Regions from separate parts of the Urocitellus parryii genome. Here region 2 is linked to region 1. Evidence: chromatin contacts called from public Hi-C data. All regions are on one chromosome and are shown on one strand. Each heading gives the region's core, a stretch centred on a gene start, on an enhancer-like site or on the middle of the called end of the contact. The rest is flanking DNA. Distances are from core to core; before and after follow the strand shown. Region 1 holds the start of Axdnd1 (axonemal dynein light chain domain containing 1). Region 2 holds the start of Tor3a (torsin family 3 member A).

Evidence for each region. Hi-C and Micro-C count contacts between places; a contact is called where the count stands out from the background.
Region 2: a contact with region 1 is called in a Hi-C map of muscle, with 9 times the contacts expected there. The contact joins the promoter of Tor3a here to the promoter of Axdnd1 in region 1. A contact is called at or near these places in 2 of 2 Hi-C or Micro-C datasets (liver and muscle).

The regions. Positions count from the first base shown.
Region 1 is chr9:134,847,604-134,852,733 of mUroPar1.hap1, reverse strand. It overlaps Axdnd1 (axonemal dynein light chain domain containing 1), which reads left to right and starts at 2,387. Exons shown (of 24, transcript XM_026388475.2): 1 at 2,387-2,480; 2 at 4,253-4,425; 3 at 4,815-4,918. The coding sequence starts at 2,387. LOC144256900 (a long non-coding RNA gene) reads right to left here and starts at 1,501. Exons shown (of 3, transcript XR_013344307.1): 1 at 1,253-1,501.
Region 2 is chr9:135,111,663-135,116,726 of mUroPar1.hap1, reverse strand. It overlaps Tor3a (torsin family 3 member A), which reads left to right and starts at 1,539. Exons shown (of 6, transcript XM_026388473.2): 1 at 1,539-1,779; 2 at 2,277-2,390; 3 at 4,541-4,806. The coding sequence starts at 1,539.

The DNA.
Region 1 (5,130 bases), core at 1,138-3,637:
AACAGCCTTTGATGTCATTTTCTTCACACTACAGATCCAATCATTTTCCAGATCCCACAGATTTTACTTTCTATGTATTTTTTGAACGTGTTCATTTATTTGTTCCACTATCAGTACTACTAAAATTTTTTCAAACTGGGTTAAGAACATAAATGATGGGGCTGGGGATGTGGCTCAAGCAATAGCCCTCGCCTGGCACGCGTGCGGCCCGGGTTTGATCCTCAGCACCACATACAAAGTTTTGTGTCCGCCAAAAACTAAAAAATAAATATTAAAATTCTCTCTTTAAAAAAAGTGTTGTAGGTGGAGAAACCCTTTGTCTTCCAATTAAAAAAAAAAAAACATAAATGATGGATTACTTCCTTCTAGTACCTAAAGACTTGATTAGCCATATAGTAGATGACACTTCTTTGGGACCTCTGATTTCCCTACTATGGTGGCTATGGCTCCAAACTAAGTGACACAGTGAAGATAAAAGAGGCAAGCTTTGGGGGGAATTACCCTTGCCTACTTGTGCTTGCCTGGCTTCTAACCTGTCACTTGTTTTGATGGTTGCCAATCCTTAACATGAACTATACATGTTCTATGATGCTGTTTTTGTGTATTTTAATTATTTGAAAAAGAAAAATTAGGGGGATAGGGGAGATACGGCTGCAGGCTAAAATGCGCAGACAACCAAGATGTCAGACTAGAAGAGTTAAAAGTGACTATGTTTCTGGTTTTGAATCCTCTGCCCATATTTCTGTTACTCTGGAAACCAGAGCCTTAATTTTATTAATCGGTTGGATAACTGTTTTGTGTTATCAAAGCGCACACTGAAGGCATTGTGCAGGCACTGTAAGGAATATGACGACTGAATACAATAAAGTTTTCTTTCCTTCTCAAAGTTATCTAGACCTTGTCTCCACGCGCATTCATTATTCATCACTGAATCCCCGCTTTAATACAAATGGCCCCTGGTTGGTAGGTAGGTAGGAGCCGAGAAGAGTCTGTCCTGAGAGCAGGTTTTTAAGCGAGAAAACTTGTGTTTAGTTTTGTTTGTACTGGGGATTGAACCCAGGAGTGCTTAACCACATCCCCAGCCCTTTTTACATTTGAGACGGGAACTCTATAATAAATTGCTTAGAGCCTCGCTAACTTGCTGAGGCTGGCATCGAACTTGCGATCCTTCTGCCTCAACCTCCGGAGTGGCTGGGTTTACAGGTGTGCGCCACGAAGCCCGGCAAAAGTTGGGTTTTTAAAACTATTTTACCTGGGTTGGCTCCTTATAAAGTGCAGCACTCCTTTGTCTTCACAAAAGAAAAAAGGAAAATGGACACAGGAAAGCCTTGCGCGTGCTCTGGGAAAGGCCACGCGTCCACAGAAGACGGGGTTACAAATGCCAGGGGCCAGACAGCTTTAGCAAGAAAACCCCGACGGATAGGAACCTAGAGTTTCCGGCTATCCAATTTTCCCGAGCTTAGCTTTTTAAAAAAAATATGCAAAACAAGACAGAATGGAGACAGCGCCGGAAACCACCCTGGCTCGTTTCCGGCGCGGCCCAAGGAGGTCGTTTGGGAGCGAGCGCCCGCCCGACTGACGCCTGCGCACTAGCCCGGTCCGCGGACGTTAGGCCGGTGCAGAGACGCTGTCGGATTCCGTGACAACAGCTCGATTAAACACTTTTGTTCTTAATTGTTAGTGAATCTATGCTGTGACTTGCACTGAAGCTCCGGGAGAGTATAAGGGACGGTTTTCCGGCTGTTTCCTCCTCCGCCGGCACCTCCGAAGGCAGTCCCGATTGAGGGTTGCTAAGGAGCGGGGTCCTGGGTTTCCATGACGATGCGCAGGCGTTCCAGGGGAGGACCGGGTGGCCGAAGGCCTGGCGGGAAACCCAATTTGCCGGTACAGCTCACAGGTGTCCTTTCCTGTGGTTTTTAGTGGAGAAACGCTGCGAGCCGTGCCTGACATTCGAGACCGTGGCGCTGTCCTGCGCGAGGGGCACTGTTTTGGGGAAGCTGGGGACACGAGCGGGCGGCGCCCACAGGGCTGCGGGCGGGCGGGCCGGCTGTGGTGGGGCTAGCGTGTCCTTCCCCGACCCTCCCACACTCGCTGGCTTCTCAGTCACGTTAGAGGACCCTAGAGAACCTCGGGGTCCCCCCCCCCCCAAGAAGGGGAACACTGCCAGGTGGATTCCAACTCCGAAATGAACACAAGCACGTAATAGATCTCTCTCTTTTTTTTTTTTTTGTTGTTCGTTTCTTTTGCCTACAGGACAATGTGACAGCCTGAAAGTCCTGGTACGACGGCCGATTTACTTTTAAATTAATTTGAGGAATATTTCAAATTACTAAAGAACGATAGGAGGCTCGCTCGCGCGCGCCCTCTCCCCTTTTTTTAAAAAACTATGTCTCTTCAGAAAACACCGTCCGCATCTCTGAACTCCTTATCATCTGAGGCCAAAAAGTCAAGAGTCTCTGTAGTCAAGGAGGAGACCGGAGGTAAACTTGAAGGATCCCGCCAACATAATCGCGATCATTGACAGAAATCACCTTCCATTCGCCATTTTTCATCAGACGTTTTCCCCTACCCTTTTCCCCTCCCTTCCTCTGAGCCCAGGGTCTCCCTGTGTTATCAAAGCTGGTCTCTGATGATCAAATGATCAAATGATCCTCAGTGGGCACTAGAGCTGTTTTTCTGACACTCGTTCAAGTAAAACCAAAAGCCATTTTCTTTTATAGTAGTTTAGAACCAGCCCTGTTTAATTACTCCACCTAAAGGCTATGTTTATACTTTTTCCAAATGCTGATGAGTTTTATATTGTTTTAAAAATTCACCCTCCTGTTTTAAATACAATGGCATCTTTTTTGGTAGTTGCTCTCTGACATTAAGGCACTTAAAAAGAATAATGGAGATAAGACAGACACATGCAAATCATACAAATTATGTATTTGTATCAAGTTTTAATATTTTTCTAAATGAGAGCGATTCTGTGAGCTTTTCATTCTTAGATGAATGCAGATCTACACTAGAATAAAAATTGCTGGGCTGGGGCTATAGCTCAGTGATAGATACTTTAGGAGCATGCCTGAGGCACTGGGTTCAATCCTCAGCACCACATAAAAATAAATAAAATAAAGTCATGCTGTCCATCTACAACTACAAAAAAAAAAAAAAAGATAAAAAAATAAACAAAAATTGCTAAAAGCATCCTCACCCTATTAGGATAACACTTTCTCCAGTCTCACCTTCAGGAGTTGTTGGGAGAGATTCTGCTGAAGTCCCACCTAACCTTTTTGTTTCCCCCCTATTTCTTCTGATATTCTATACCAAACCCTTGAGAGAGACTTGGTAGTATAAATCTTAAAAAAGTTTTGATGGTGATGAAAACATAGTACTTCTTTACTAAAAGTTATGAACAGTGACTACCAAACTACTTGACTGATTTCCTGGAAGCCTTTTTCCTGAATTAGCCCTACTACCCATGTTTTTTACTTCTGTGTGCTAATCAAGCTGAGGAGAATACTCTTCACAGTTCTTATTCTATCAGCTTGCTGAGATTATTCCACTTTTCATTTCCAACAATCCTACTTCTGCTTTTACTTTGTGTGTGTGTGCCAGAGATCCAATCCAAAGACTTATACATGCTAGGTAAGTACTCGGAACTGTTTTCCCAACCCCTACTTTTACTTTTAAACTCCACTCAGATCCCTTCCATCCTCAATTTTAAAAATATTTTTTAATTGTAGATGGACACGATCCTTTATTTATTTATGTTTACTTGGTGCTGAGGATCTAACCCAGTATCTCACATGTGAGAGGCAAACACTATCACTGAGCTACAACCCCAGCCCCCATCCTCAATTTAATACAGTCGTTTTACCTTTGAATTTACTTGAGAGAAATTATAAATAATCTGACAGATTGAAGAAAGATTTCTTGTTTTATTTGCATATCAAAGGGAAAATAGTTGATTCCCATCATCTTAAAGCTCTCCCAGTTAAGTGAAGTGAGTTAATTTTCAGCTTGGACTATTCAGGTTCAGCTTTGTATATGAGGTTTTGAACCTGTTGTTTGATGTGAGTAGGGTAGGTAATACATTTATTTTGACCAGATAATCTTTGGTGTTTTAAATATTATTTGTTACTATCCTTTTCAATCAGAAGCAATGTTTCTCTCTATTAGGAAAATACAGATGAGAATTATGAGGCAGTGTGGGAAGCCCCATCCAAAAACTTAGAATAAGAGCTTTTCTTTCCTTTTTCATTCTTAGGACTTCCTGAACTAAGGGAGCAAAAAAGTATGGTGGGTCATTCCAAACCCCTTCCTACTTCCCTTCAGAATGAGTTCATCCCCGAGGAGATTCTGCTTTCTCTGACCTATGCAGCCAATGCTGGTCCCTGTCCTGAATATTTACTGCCTCCTAAGAAAACTAAAACTCCAAAGGTGTGTAAGTTTGCATGTAGACTACTTGGGGATATTATCTCTTTGGTATCCTGTTTATTAAGTGTTAGTTGGGCACAGGTTATATATTCCAAGTGGTCTTAACTTTTTTTAAAGTAATTTTCTACATTGAAAACTCATGTTTTCACCGAAATTTCCAAGGCTTGAATATTTCTATTAATCTGTTTTCATGTTAACTTACCAAAATTACCATTACTTAGTTTTAATATTTGTAGAAATATTCTATTTTCAGTCTTTGCCCATGCTACTGAATAAGAATTCTGCTCTATTCCACAGGGTATCAAAATATAAATATTCAATTACTAAGAATAGATTTTTTGCTTGACTAGAGTGCCCTCTGCTGGATATCCATGTGTTTTTCTTTTTCCCAGGGTACTCTTCCACGCCCTGTAGACCATGTCTGGCAGCACCCTATTCGAAGGAATAAATTCAAATACCTGATTGACCATCCTGTCTCCCTGACAGGAGCTGCAAGGTAAAGAAGGAAGAGGTTCAGATAGATGCAGATTAATAGTCATTTTCTCATTTCATGTGACAGCTTTGGGAGGGGCAGGATTGGAGAACTCATAAAATCATTGATTATAAAACTTGCAGTATCTTTGATAAATCAGAATGCAATCCAAAAGGGTGGTCATGTTTTTGTTTATGATGATTATAAGTATGATAGCTGTAGGTATTGGCTCTGCA
Region 2 (5,064 bases), core at 290-2,789, 260 kb before region 1:
GAAGAAAACAGGATCCCATAGTCCCTTTGGTCATGTCCAGTTATTCAAAGACGTCCCACTGGCCTCCAACTACCTCCCAATAGCACCAAGCTGAGGACCAGTTCTCTACCATGTGGGTCTTGGGGTGGCACTTAAGATCCAAACTATAAGACTGGGGATGTAACTCAGTTGGTAGAGTGCTTGCCTTGGGTTCTATCCCCAGCACCATCACCACCAAAAAAAAAAAAAAAAAAAAAAAAAAATCCAAAACTATAGTGTGGTGGGTCAAGTTAGCTGTCCTCTGAATGATTCTACTTGGTTTTTCCAAGTAAGTCATGCTGTACTGGTGGCTTTAACTGCTGCTCTGTGAAAAGTTTAGGTTCCCTTTTGACATCACTGTGAGACACAAAATACATAACTTTGCTTGTCAACTGAGTTTTCATGGTGTCCTGACAAAGGTGCTTATCTGGCCTCTGTGGCTATTTGAATAAAAAGGTAAATTTGGTGAGCTGTTGAGATTGGAGCAGACCTGGCATTGAGTGTGATCTAAGATTGGCATGAACCGAGGGGGCAGTTTGTGATGTTTGCAAGGTCTGGTGCTCAGATTCATTGACCAACTGGAGAGCCCAGCCTCAAAGTCACCAAACAAGATAGTGGCCAGGTGGGTCCCTTGATCTGACTCTAGAGTGGTTTCCAATGAGGACAAGATAACTCTGAAAACTGCTTTAGGCTCTTCTGAAATTTAAAACAATCTGTCCTGTGCTTCATATTATGAAGAAGGAAATCCAAGGGAAAGAGGCCCTCAAAGGCATGCTGGTGGTGTCTGATGGCTGCTCATAGTCACAAACACTTGAAAGTTACAAACCTAGCTGAGAGTGCACAGAGCTTGTAGCCTTCTTTTTCATGAGATATAATTACTCAACAGGAGACCTCATGATTTCCCCAGAACTTGGAGGGTGGTTTCCAAACCCCAAATAGCTCCAAACTTGAAACCTTTAGCTTCCTCTTGTTTTTGGTGGAAGCCTGCTGGTTATTTGCTGCAGTGTTTCATTTCCCTCTGCAGAGGATCAAGGGCCCCCTCCGCCTGCACGTTCTTCCCAGGGCCTCTGCTCAGTTGACTCCCCTGGCTGAGAGGGTATCCCCAGCTGCCTCTAATAGTTTGGCAGGAAGTTGACTGTAGACAAGGGGCCATGCACGAAAGTGTGTCCTTATTTGGTAGACCTCAGATGGACCAACAGAGCTACCCGAAAATAATAAGAGAATGATTGACAGTGGGCATTTCAAGGCCTGGTGTCACCGCCTTTGCAACCGCAATCGTGCCCCAGAAATAGACTACCCTGGAAGCTGTCGGGGTGGACAGGACCTGAAGTCGGCCTCAGGACGCCATCCCGGGACACCAGCCCGGTTTCGGTTTCCCGCCCGGGTCACGGGTTGAGAGAGCAGGCAGCCGGGCGGCGGTCGCCGTGGCAACACCCACCCCGGGCCCACGCCCGCCTCACGGCCCCGCCCGGGCCTTAAAGAGCCGCAGCGGCCGCGGCGGGAGGCGGCAGAGCCCGGCCATGCCCCGCGGCCCGCGGCCCCCGCTCGGCCTCGGCCTCGGCCTCCTGCTGCTGCTGCCGCTCGCCGCCGCACCTGGGCACGGCGGCTTCGAGAGGCCGTGGGAGGGGACGGACGAGCCGGGCTCGGCGAGGGCCTGGCTGCGGGCGGCCGGAGCCCTCTCCAGGCGGTACTGGACGCTCTTCAGCTGCCAGCTGTGGCCCGACGACTGTGACGAGGCCGACGCCGCCGCGGGGCCCGGGGGTAAGCGCCGTCCGCGCGGCCGACCGCCGGGGCCACCTGCCGCTCCGGGCGCGGGGTGCCCCTCCTCGCGGCACCCGGCTGCCCCATCGGCCAGCGCCGGGCTCGCCAGCCTGTGGCTCGCGGCTGGGGGCAGGGGCCGCCCGCCGCCCCACCCGGTCCCTGCGCCTCCAGACCCGCCTCCGCCGCGTCCTGCGCGGTCTCCAGCCCGCCCCGCAAGCCCAGGGTGCTGCCCTTTCCCGCCTTCTGGGGACTTTAAGGAAGGTCCGCCGCGGACGCAGCTGGTGACTGCCCTCCAGCCCCGGAACCTCTCCTCCCCAGCTGCTCGCGGAGACGCGCTGGAGCACGTGCAGTGGGCGGAACCTGGGCAGGGGGCGTGGGGACTCGAGTTTGGGTTCTGGCGTTGTCATTAACAAATGGCGTGGTATGGCTGTCGCTTCTCTGTTCACTGCCGTGGGCCAAAGGCTCTTGTCCTTGTCTCACAGCCCCTCTTTTTCCAGGCTGGAGCCTCCCTGGTTTGGGTCAACGGTACCTGGATATCCTCACTACGTGGTACTGTGGCTTCCAGGACTGCTGCAGTGGCGGGGACTGCAGGATCTCCAACAACTTTCCAGGTTGGACCCAGGCTTGGTTTCCAAAGTCAGGGATGTACGGGGGCGGGGGGGGGGGGGGCGGGGGGAGGCGAGGTCACTACTGGGGTGCAACTCCCCTAATGCAGGAATTGTCACACTGAAATTGCACTCAGGTCTGCAGTTATTTGAGAATCTTCTTTGGACAAGACATGAAACTACTAGGCTTTCCAGAAATAACACCCTCCAAAATGGGAACAATGTGAGACCAACATTAGTGGTGTCCTTAATGGATTTTGCATTCACTCATTTAAACACAGAGGCCAGAGCACTTCTATTCTCTGTGGGTTTTTTGTTTGTGTTGTACTGAAGATGGAACCCAGTGAGTGACACTGTTACTTGAATCAAGGAGAAGTCCCTTTTTTACCTATTGTTTCATGGCTCAGCTTGTTGGAATCCATGGGAATACCATGACCATGTCATACCAGACTTAAGACGGGAGGAAGGGACACTACCAGGGTAGGCCAGGCTGCTGAATGCCACTGGCGGTCCCTTGTTGAGACTGAAGATTGTCCTCTGCCTATTTGCCATCTCTCACCATGTTCTACCATGGGAATTGGTCCTAGGAAAAAGAGAAGCTAATGTCTATGGAGCTCCAACTATATACTAAGCATGGTGCTAGGAGTTTTGCTGGGATTAACCCTTAATACAACATATCTGTGACCCTTGGGAGAGTCAGGCCCAGAGCACCTTGCTTCTCTGAACAATAATAGTAACCTCGCAGAGGTTCAAGCAAGAGAACCAATCAGAATTGTGTTGTGATTCCAAGTGTCCCTTTCTAACCTTTAGCCAATAAATGTCTGGGGGAAACAACTTGGGTTTCCAGTTTATTTTGGATCAGTGACGATGTGTCAGCAGCTGACAGAAATAGGAGATGGTTTCTCATTATAAACGAATCCATATTAGCGATCACATGGATTGAAAACTGTTCTACCCATGTGCCTGCAAATGTTCTCCTTCAAGTTCAACTGCATGTGAAGTTCTGCTAAGTAATCTTCCTCTCTTGGATGTTTTATTCAGTTCAGGTGACTTTATTTGCATACTAAAGGGATTTGCATTTAACTCTCAGAGGGCAATTCTTAGTCTAGCCTGTTAAGGGACTGCTGCATTGGTGGTTTGCAGAAGTTCCCTCTTTTCCCCAGGAGTAGTTTCCTGCCTAGAGTTTCCCTGATCCCAGCATTTCCATCTCCAGAAATGAGACCCACCCTAGATATTAGGCCACTTAATTGGAAGAAGTGCCAGTGACACAGTATGTCTAGGGACATGGCCTGGCACAAGACCGAATACCAGACTGCACAGAGATCAGGGAGTGTGAATTTGGATTTCTGCTGATCAGAATAAGACTTTAGATGTGAGTCGGCAGGTTACCTCTCTGAAAGGTCTGGGAGTCCAGATTGTTCTGCTAGGGAATCAGAAACACCTGTGCCGGCAAATTTTGGACAGTCCTTCCCAAGTCTGTTTCCTCCACTTTAAAGGGGGAATAATAGTACGTGCCTTACAGAATTACTGTGAAAATCAAATATAAAACAGCACAGTTTTGAATACAGGAAAAATAGCAGTAGAAGTTAATTTTCCCTCCTGTGACACTACTAGTTTTGAAGTGATGTGATACTTCCAGTAGACCTTGACCTGGTTGGCTCAAGGTGCCAAACCAGTTGATCCAGAACTCAGAATGGCAGTGCCTCAGGCCAGCTGGCAGCACACCTCACCTCCACCAGGATGCCCAGCGCAGGGCTGTGTTCCCAGCCGGCATTATGGACAAAGAGTTTGCTGAATTGAAATAGAATGAATAAACTGAGGTTTCTCCATAAAGCTTTCCAGGAGGCCTGAAGATAAAGAATGGGGGCAGCCTAGGGTGCGGGCAGGGTCCTTCCTCCAAACTGGTCTGTGCCCACATCTGGGATGTCTTCAGAAAGGGTGATTCTGTTCTCTCCCTGAGTTCAATCTTGATTTCTCAAACTTCAGAAAATGGCCCTTGAATCCATTCTGCTGCAAGGTCTGCCCCCTAAGGCCAAATGGCATGAATCAGTGATCCACCTTAGGAATGACCAGAGATGCTTGGCTGACCACACCCCTACCTGCAGGAGTCATGCCCCTGTGTGCCTCTCACTGTGGCCTCCTCTTTCCTGCCCCAGGCTTGGAATCGAACCTGAGTGTGCGCCTGCATGGCCAGCATCTGGCCCGTGAGCTGGTCCTGAGAACGGTGAGGGGCTACTTAGAGAGGCCCTGGCCAGAGAAGGCCCTGGCTCTGTCGTTCCATGGCTGGTCTGGCACAGGCAAGAACTTTGTGGCGCGCATGCTGGCAGAGAACCTGTATCGGGAGGGGCTGAGGAGCGAGTGTGTCAAGATGTTCATCGCCACGTTCCATTTCCCACACCCCAAGTATGTGGACCTGTACCAGGTGAGGCGGGCGCACTGGGAATGCACCCAGGGCTGGGGCTGGAGCGAGGCCTCTGCTGAGGGAGACCCCGAGCCTGAAAGGAGGTGGGCTCTGGGAAGCCTCGGGAAGGGCAGGACCAGGACGCAGGCAGCGGTGTGTGACAGAACCTGTGACAGTGGCCCCGATCCTTCAGAGGAACAACTGCTGTTTTAGACTCCACAGTCATGCATGAGAGAGAAGCCAGACGCAGCTTCCCAGAATCAGTGGTGTATTGACTTT